Linked DNA regions of Sus scrofa: region 1 is linked to region 2. The links are chromatin contacts, called in public Hi-C maps. All regions are on one chromosome and are shown on one strand. The core of a region is the stretch at or near the end of the contact, and the rest is flanking DNA. Distances in the headings are between cores, read along the strand shown.

Region 1 (4,143 bases), core at 134-2,633, 110 kb after region 2:
CCTCACCTCCTGGGGATGCGGTCGCCCTGCACCTACCTCATCCAGCTCCTCCTCTTCTCCCCCTAGACCCAGAGTCCCAGAGGAAGAGGACAGTGCAGAATGTTCTGGATCTCCGACAGAACTTGGAAGAGACCATGTCCAGCCTGCGAGGGTCCCAGGTGACTCACAGGTGAGAGCGAGCTGCCCCCTTTCCCTCCATTGTGGAGAGCAGGGCCCATGACCTTGGCCCAGGCATTCGAGGTTGGCAGCCATGCACAGACACTCACCGTGGAGGCAGAGCTCCGGGTGGGGGCTCCCGCCACATCCACACGTCGGCAGGGGCAGCATGGCCTTGCCTGGTGTCTGCTTCTGCTTGAGAATTAGATTCTGTGTAATTAGGTTGGAGCATCATTGGAAGTGGGATGGGCAGCAGAAGCCACCGCAGGGCTCAGGGTGTGCCCATCCACGCCCTCCCCGCTGCTTTGCCTCACCATCGCCAGGAGCTGTTCCCTCCCTTCCTCTTCCGCTTCTGAAGCCTCTACTGTGCCCTTCCCGACACCCAGGGTCGTTCTTGCCCCTTCAGCCGGTGGCCACACAGTGGCCTGCATTCCACGCCACGTGGACGCCCCTCCACCTGCTCCTCGAGGCACCTGGGCTCTGGCCGCCGGGCGGGGTGCTCAGCCCTCCCATGGCACCTCTCCTACACCGGCATCCTGGCCGCAGGCTCTGCGTGACTCAAAGTTTCCCCACTGGCTCCTCGGGCTGCCCGGATGAGCTCATGCTGTCAGCTCCAAGGGGGACGGAAGGCTGGGCTACACCCTGGGGGTGGAGGGGAGCAAACCGCCAGGATTGAGAAATCCTGGGGGGCGTAGAGCAGGAAGGCTGAGAGAGGGGGACAGGCAGCCTCTCCAGCTGGACTGGAAGTCGGTTCCTCCCCGCCTCCTGGGGTTGGAAAATGAGAACAAAGTTGGGATACAGGGGCAAGGGGAAAGGGCTTTTCATAGCCCAAGTGTGTGGCCAAGTGAAGTCCAGACTAAAGTTGCATACCTCCAGTGACAGAGAGCTCATCACCTCTCAGCCCTCCTCTCCTTGTGGAGGTGGCGGGGGGTGGGAGGGATGGTTATGAAGCAGAGCTGAAATCAGGCCTCAGGGGCTCCTCCACCCCCACGTCGCCTCGCCTTCATTTCTCCATCCTTCACAGCCCTGAGTGGGAATCCAAGTGGGACAGAGGTCTGGCTCGGCCTGGCTCACCATTTCAGGGTCACAGCAGATCAAATCTTGAACGTCCTCCTCCCCCAGCCAGGGAAGGCGTTGGAACAGGGCTCAGCACCAGCTCACCCACCAGCCCCGTGCCAAGAAGGTACCAAGTGCTTGGTTCCTGTGAGGGCCACGCCCAAAGTGACTCACCCACGGGCAAGAACAGAAGCAGCAGCCTGGCCTCCTGTTCCCCTGCCTCCCAGCCCCCAGCCTCCCACGTTAAGGCAGCCTGACCTCAGGCAGACTCTGCTTTCTGCTTGGCCGGGGCGGAGTGGGAAGACGGAGGCCAGAAGCCGTTTGCTTGAGGTTGACTGGCTTGCAGGGAGCGCCTCTGGCCTCTGGCTTCTCTCTCCCCTTATGGGAGGAACCCAGAGCCCTGAAGCTGGTTTTTCTGTTTACTCTGGACCCAGGGCCACTTCCTCTCTTGGCCTTTGGTTTAGATTACTCCTGGTCCACACTTTGGTAGCCAGAACAATGACTCCCTTAGTTTGTATGGCTCATTTATTGATGAAAGTGTGCTTTCTATCAGTCGGCCCTTCCTTCTGCCCTGGGAGGAGTGGACAGGATGTGTACACATCCCCTGAGTCGGAGAAAGAGCCGTGGGAGGCCGGGGGAAGGGGTCACATGCTGGAGTCACACAGACCAATCGGGGTGGCTTCTGCATCCAGCGAGCTTAGAGCCCAGCCGGCTGTGCACAGGCGCCGTGCTGGACAAACCCAGCCTCCATCCCGGAGGAGCCTGTGGTCCAGTAAGGCTACTGCCACGCTGGAGCTCACAGGCTGAGCCTAGATTCAGTTCCTTTTTGGAAACCTTACCTCCAGCCCTGCTTCCTCTGTTTCTCTGACTGGTTCCCCCAGCAAGGAGAGAGGCTGGGCTAGCGGGCTGGGGCGGGAGAGGAAACGGAATCCCCCTGCCACTGCATCATGCCCTCTACCCCAACAGTGTCCTCCCCAGAGAGTTGCAAGGTGGAAGGGCTGAATCCAGGACCCAAGTTTGGGCTAGAATGTCCTTTGCCTACTCAAAGGGGTCTAGAGGTGCAGCTGGGAATAAAGACAGGCAGCGAGCTGGAGTGGTACCTATAGGGCAGAACGCTGAACAGGCTGCCTGCCAGGACCAGTGGGCGAGGCAAGGGCCTGCCCCACCCCTGTGGCTTGAGCACCAGGTACCCACCTGGCACTGTGCAGACTTCGATACGGGGGAGGGGGGTGTGACACAGGCCACCACGCAGGACCAGGGGCTCGCCTTCAGGGAACCTCCATCCTCTCCCAGGGCTGCAGTAAGCAGAACAGGGTGTGACACAAGGGACAGACAGAATGGCCCAAGGGGAGAAGCTGGAGGAGAAAAACCATTTTCTCACCATTGGTAGAGACAGTTTTGGAGGATTTGGGGCCCTTTAAGGAACTTTACAAAAACAGGAATAGAAAAAGCAGTGTCCCAGACCCATCTGACCCCCTAGAGTGACTAAAAATGGATGTCTTCGCAGAGTTAAGGTTCCAGTGCTTTGCGTAACACATGTTGCCTCCCCCCCACACCCCCGTGCCCAGCTTTCTTGGCCCCCAGATCCCATGTCGAGAATCAGCTCCGTCTGGCTTTATTCAGGCCCAGCCACTGAGACCCTCCCTATGGTTGATTTGGGCTGGGTGGGATTGTGGGGTTCTGAGTGGCCTGTCCAAGTAGACCCCACTCTGCTTTCTCCTCTGCAGCCCCTGTGGCCCTGGGGAACAAAGGACACCTCGCTCTAGAGGCCCGGACCCCTGGACTCTGGCTGTCCAGCACTAAGCTGCCTCCCTGCCCTGGCCCAGTAGGGCCTGAGGCTTGGGGCTCCAATGGCCATTTCCCCATGACTTCTCCTCTGTCCACTCAAGGCTGCTCTGTCCTCTGCCGAGGTCCTGCTGCTTCTTCTGATGCCCCTGCCTTGGCTGGCACTAGGCTTAGGATACCTGCCGCACATCTCATCAAGTTCCCAAAGCTGGAGTTCCCCTTGTGGCTTAGGGGTTAGCGAACCCGACTAGTGTCCATGAGGATGCGGGTTTGATCCCTGGCCTTGCTCAGTGGGTAAAGGATCTCGCATTGCCGTGAGTTGGCATGTAGGTTGCAGACATGGCTTGGATCCCTTGTTGTAGCAGTGGCGTAGGCTGGCAGCTACAGTTACCACTGGACCCCTAGCCTGGGAACCTCCATATGCTGTGGGTGTGGCCCTAAAAGACAAAAAAAACAAAGTCAATTTCCCAAAGCTTAACCTTCGCGCTCTGTGCCCCTCTGCTGACTGCGATCCAGTTAGGGAAGCAACCAGCCCTGAACTGACAAACGAGATGGTAGACGGCCTGAACAAAACAGATGATCAAGGCCCTTCACACTCCCGCGGCTCCCCCAGCTCTCACTGGCCCCTTCCCATTTATTGAGCACCTTCTGTATACCAGGCACTGTGTTAGGTCTTGCACATGTGGTGCTTACAACTCTATGTATGATCAAGTAGCTGTTAATGCTTTTGCCCCCATTTTACAGATGAGGAGATGGAGGCTTAGTGAGGTTTCTGATTTTCTTCTGGCTTGCTGACCAGTAAAGGTAGAAAAAGATTTAAACCTGGGTCACAGTACAGAATCTGTGCCCCTGCAGTGTACCAGTTTCCTTCCCTAGTGCTAACCATCATCTTCCTTTGACAGCCTGAGCGGACGTATCCCGGGTGACCTACACGGAAAGGGAACTCAGGCTCGTGGACAGAGGTGGGGGGCGTGAGAGCGGGTGGCCGTTTGAGGACGGGGGTCACAGTGGGTGCAGGGCTGGGGTTAACCAGTGTGCTTCTGCCCGCCCAGCTCCCTGGAGATGACCTGCTACGACAGTGACGACGCCAACCCCCGCAGCGTGTCCAGCCTGTCTAACCGCTCGTCACCCCTCTCCTGGCGCTAC
Region 2 (3,837 bases), core at 1,292-3,791:
CCATGGTGGACCATGGCTTCCTCCTTTTCTGATGCAGGAATGAGCCAGGTTATTTTGGGGGAGCTCTTGGTGCTTCTCCTGCTCCAGGAGTTACAGCCCTGCGTCAGGAGGGTCTCTGCCGGGTCTTGAGAGTGCAGAGGGGCTGGGGGCCTTTGAGGTCTCGGCGACCCCCTCTTGGTGCCTAGACCACATCTCCCGTTCCGTTGGCTCCCTGTACGTGGCCCTGTGCTTCCTCCTTCCTTCAGGGAAAGAGAGAAGGAGAAGAAGGCTCAGATCATTAGACGGCAGGAGGCACAGGAAGGACTCCAGCCAGAGCTGGTGGGAAGACACCACGGCTCCCAGGGGCATCTGATCGAGTGTCTGTAGCTCCAGGCAGCTCTGGTCACCGGAGGGACCCCAGCACCTGCTCCAAACCGGCCCGCCATGGGCCCTGGGAAGAGGTTCCAAATGACCTCGGGATGGCAAGAGGGATGGCCGGGGACAGTCTGTTGTCACAGACTTGATCTGGGCTGTCCAATGTGGGCCCTGGGGACACACTTGACCTGCCTTGGCCTCGGAATTCTCATTGGCCAAAGAGGTTCAGCACCGTGTGTCTGTTGCTGGACTTGACATGAGGACACAGGGTGGCTTAAAACAGCAGATTTAGTGTCTTGGTCCAGGAGCTGGAAGGCTGAAACCAGGCATGATCAGGGCTGCGCTCTCAGGCCCACGGTGGGGGCCCTCCCTGCTCCTCCCTGCTTCTTCTAGCTTCTGGGGGTGCCTGTATCCTTGGCATCCATAGCTGGTGGATGCTCTGCCTGAGCTCTCCTCCATCATTATCCACCTCATCTCCATCATGACCACCACCATCCTCACCACAACCATCACCACACAACCACCATCACTTCACCACCACAATCATCACCACCATCACCACCATCATCATCACCATCACCGCCATCATCATCACCATCACTGCCATCATCACCACCGCCATCACTGCCATCATCACCATCACCATCACCATCACCGCCATCATCACCATCACCACCATCATCATCACCATCACTGCCATCACCACCATCACCACCATCATCATCACCATCACCGCCATCATCACCACCGCCATCACTGCCATCATCACCATCACCATCACCATCACCGCCATCATCACCATCACCACCATCATCATCACCATCACCACCATCATCATCACCATCACCGCCATCATCACCACCGCCATCACTGCCATCATCACCATCACCATCACCATCACCGCCATCATCACCATCACCACCATCATCATCACCATCACCACCATCATCATCACCATCACCGCCATCATCACCACCGCCATCACTTCCATCATCACCATCACCGTTATCTTCACCACCTCCCTGCATCCTCATCATCTTCCCGTGTGTGTCTGCATCCAGATTTCGCTTTCTGCTGAGGACCCTCTGATTATGAGACCAGCTGTACTCTGGTGTGACCTCTGTTAACTAATTACATCCGAGGAGCCCTCTTTCCCAGCAAGGTCACCTCCTGAGATGCGAGGGTTAGTACCTCAACTCTTTTCCCGATGACACAGCTCAGCCGCGAACATACCACCTACCTTGTGAGATGGGACAGACCACACGCGCCAAGTCCTTGTAGCTGTGATTTGTCAGGCCGGCGTCTGGTGATTTTGCTCGGAGGACCTACTTTAGCGTCACATGGGCCCTTGTTCAATGTCCCTCCCCTCTCTGAGTCTCCATTTCCTGTCAAATTCGGTTCCTAGGTTCTTCTCCAGATCCTCTAAGTCTTGGAAGGGCTACACGTTTTGAAAGGGCTGTGGGGTCACTGACAGCTACAGGGAAGTGGGGGGGTGGCAACAGAGGATGCTCATGTGCCCGCCCCTTGTTTGGTATTCAGCCTTCTCCTCTGGTTCCCAGACTGTGGCCCCCCTGGGCCATCAGCCCTCATCCAGTGAGTCCTGGAAGGAGGGAGGCTGGCTTTAAATAACTCTTTCCAACCAAAGGCCCCCTTCCTGTGCAGGAAACACTGCGGCCTAGGGGCAGGAAAAAGATGTTTCCGAAAGAGGCCAGAAAAGGGGGGGCTAGTGGGGATTGGGGGCAGATGAGACCCCAGGTGCTGGAGGAGGGGCCCTGCAAAGGCAGCTGGGACAGGGTTCTGTGTGTCGCTTAGGGCCAGCTCAGAGGGCTGGCAAGTGGCTCTGCCTGGGGGCTGCATTTATGAGAATAGCCGGTGGAAAAGGCCCAGGAGGCGTTTGGGCCGGGAGATGCCATTCCAGGTTGAGTGAGGGATTGAAAGTGCCACGTTCACTGGCTCAGGATCACATATTCATTCAACAAACATCGGCCACAGCTGGGACGGTGCTGGGCCGGGGCAAGCACTCTAGGCTTAGTTCCAAAAGACAGTCCAGCAAGCAAGCCAGCGAGACAGCCCGGTTGTAATAAGAGGCGGCTCAGGGCAGTGGGGGGAGAGGAAAGAATCTCAACGCCAGGAAGCAAGTGCCGTTGGCTCCCAGGACCAGGACCGAGTCAGACAGCGCGGGTGTGAAGGGAGGAGGCAGCATTCCAGGCAGAGGCGAGAACCCCCCGCCTCTTCACCTCTGTTCTGCCCAGACTTTGTTGACTGAGGGGCGTCTCAGGGCAGCCCTTGTCTCTATTGGGCCCCTCCTGGGAACGCCCTCTGGAGAACGGACCCCTCCTTGCTGGCCGAGAGCCCTGTCCCCGTCTCCTGTGTTGAAGATGTGTTCGGGTCTAAGAGTCATCCCCTTAAAGAGCCCTAGAAAGTCATCACTGTCCCCAGAGAAGCAGGCTTGTCTGCCACGGTCCCTGGTGTGGCAGAAGACCAGGCAAAAGCTCGGATGCTGCAGTAGGGGACAATGGCGAGTCCACCTGGGACCTGGGAGCCGTGGGCAGTCCCTTCTGTTAGAAGCTGAGGGGAGGCCATCAGCGCACCAGGCAGAGCTGCCTCTGCACTCCCAGGCCACCAGCAGTGATGCTGAAATGCCCCCCATGCACCCCAGTCACTCAACGGGGTGGGTTGTGATCCTGGAGCCTGAGGAGTCTGGCAAAGCTCAGCTTCCGCGCTCCCCTTGCTGGTCTGGGAAGAGACCACGGCTGGGCTCCTTGCTTGTCCTATGTCCCTCAGCACAGGTGGTCAGACCCATCCTGATGCTTGGCTCCCGGACATGTGAGCTACAGCGTAGGGGCCCCATCAGGGATCGATGTCAGGACGGTCACCTGCAAGTGGCCCCCTGGGCCAGCCCAGGGAGAACCAGGTCAGAAATGGCCCAGGCTTCTCTGCTGGTGGCCAAATGCTGGGCACTTCTTCATTCTCCCGGTTTGCAGGTGGGTAAGGTAAGGACCACTGTGCCTGCGCCACTGGGCCTGGAAAGAGCGAGGGAGAGGGAGAAGCCCAGGAGTTGCTGGCCAGACCCAGTTACCTTCTGTAAGGTCGTAGACCGCCGTCCAGCACGTCTGGTCTCGCAGGAGGAATGAGGAGGAATAGGGCACTGAGTCTGTCTGGCTGCGTTCGGGGTCTGGGCTTTGCTGGAAGAGGGTGAAAGGCCTCCCTGGAGGCCGGGTGGGCATGGGGCCCTGGGGGAGGGCAGGAGGGAGGCCCCCATCCCCGAACAGGGGGAGAAGGAGATGGGACAGCTGGGTCTCTGCACTCCCACCACTTTCAGGTGACAGAGTTGGTGCAAACGTGTCCCCGTGGCACCTTCACCTGTAAAGTGGGGACCATTGTAACCCGCCCGTTGGATGGGATTGAGGATGGACCAGATCCCCGGCGACATGCCCTGGGCCCGACTTCCAGTCCTGGGAAGGGGCAGCTCTTGGTCAGGCC

What was found. A called contact is a pair of places that touch in the nucleus more often than the background predicts.
Region 1: a contact with region 2 is called in a Hi-C map of omental adipose tissue, with 2.2 times the contacts expected there. The contact joins two enhancer-like sites. A contact is called at or near these places in 3 of 5 promoter capture datasets (fetal liver, fetal skeletal muscle and liver), 24 of 47 Hi-C or Micro-C datasets (adipose tissue, alveolar macrophages, brain and 13 more) and 2 of 2 datasets of contacts at active chromatin or transcription factors (alveolar macrophages and skeletal muscle).

Annotation. Positions count from the first base shown.
Region 1 is chr10:24,014,233-24,018,375 of Sscrofa11.1, forward strand. NAV1 (neuron navigator 1) reads left to right here. Exons shown (of 31, transcript XM_021064517.1): 5 at 67-169; 6 at 4,050-4,143. Among named protein-coding and RNA genes, the nearest start is that of IPO9, 94 kb to the right of the region's middle. Within about 2 kb of position 1,384, at least 32 of the 83 cell types and tissues checked have an H3K27ac peak or open chromatin away from gene starts, as enhancers often do. A contact at or near this core is called in omental adipose tissue, where this site is marked.
Region 2 is chr10:23,898,495-23,902,331 of Sscrofa11.1, forward strand. All of the region lies in intron 1 of NAV1 (neuron navigator 1), which reads left to right. Among named protein-coding and RNA genes, the nearest start is that of NAV1, 15 kb to the left of the region's middle. Within about 2 kb of position 2,542, at least 5 of the 83 cell types and tissues checked have an H3K27ac peak or open chromatin away from gene starts, as enhancers often do. A contact at or near this core is called in omental adipose tissue, where this site is marked.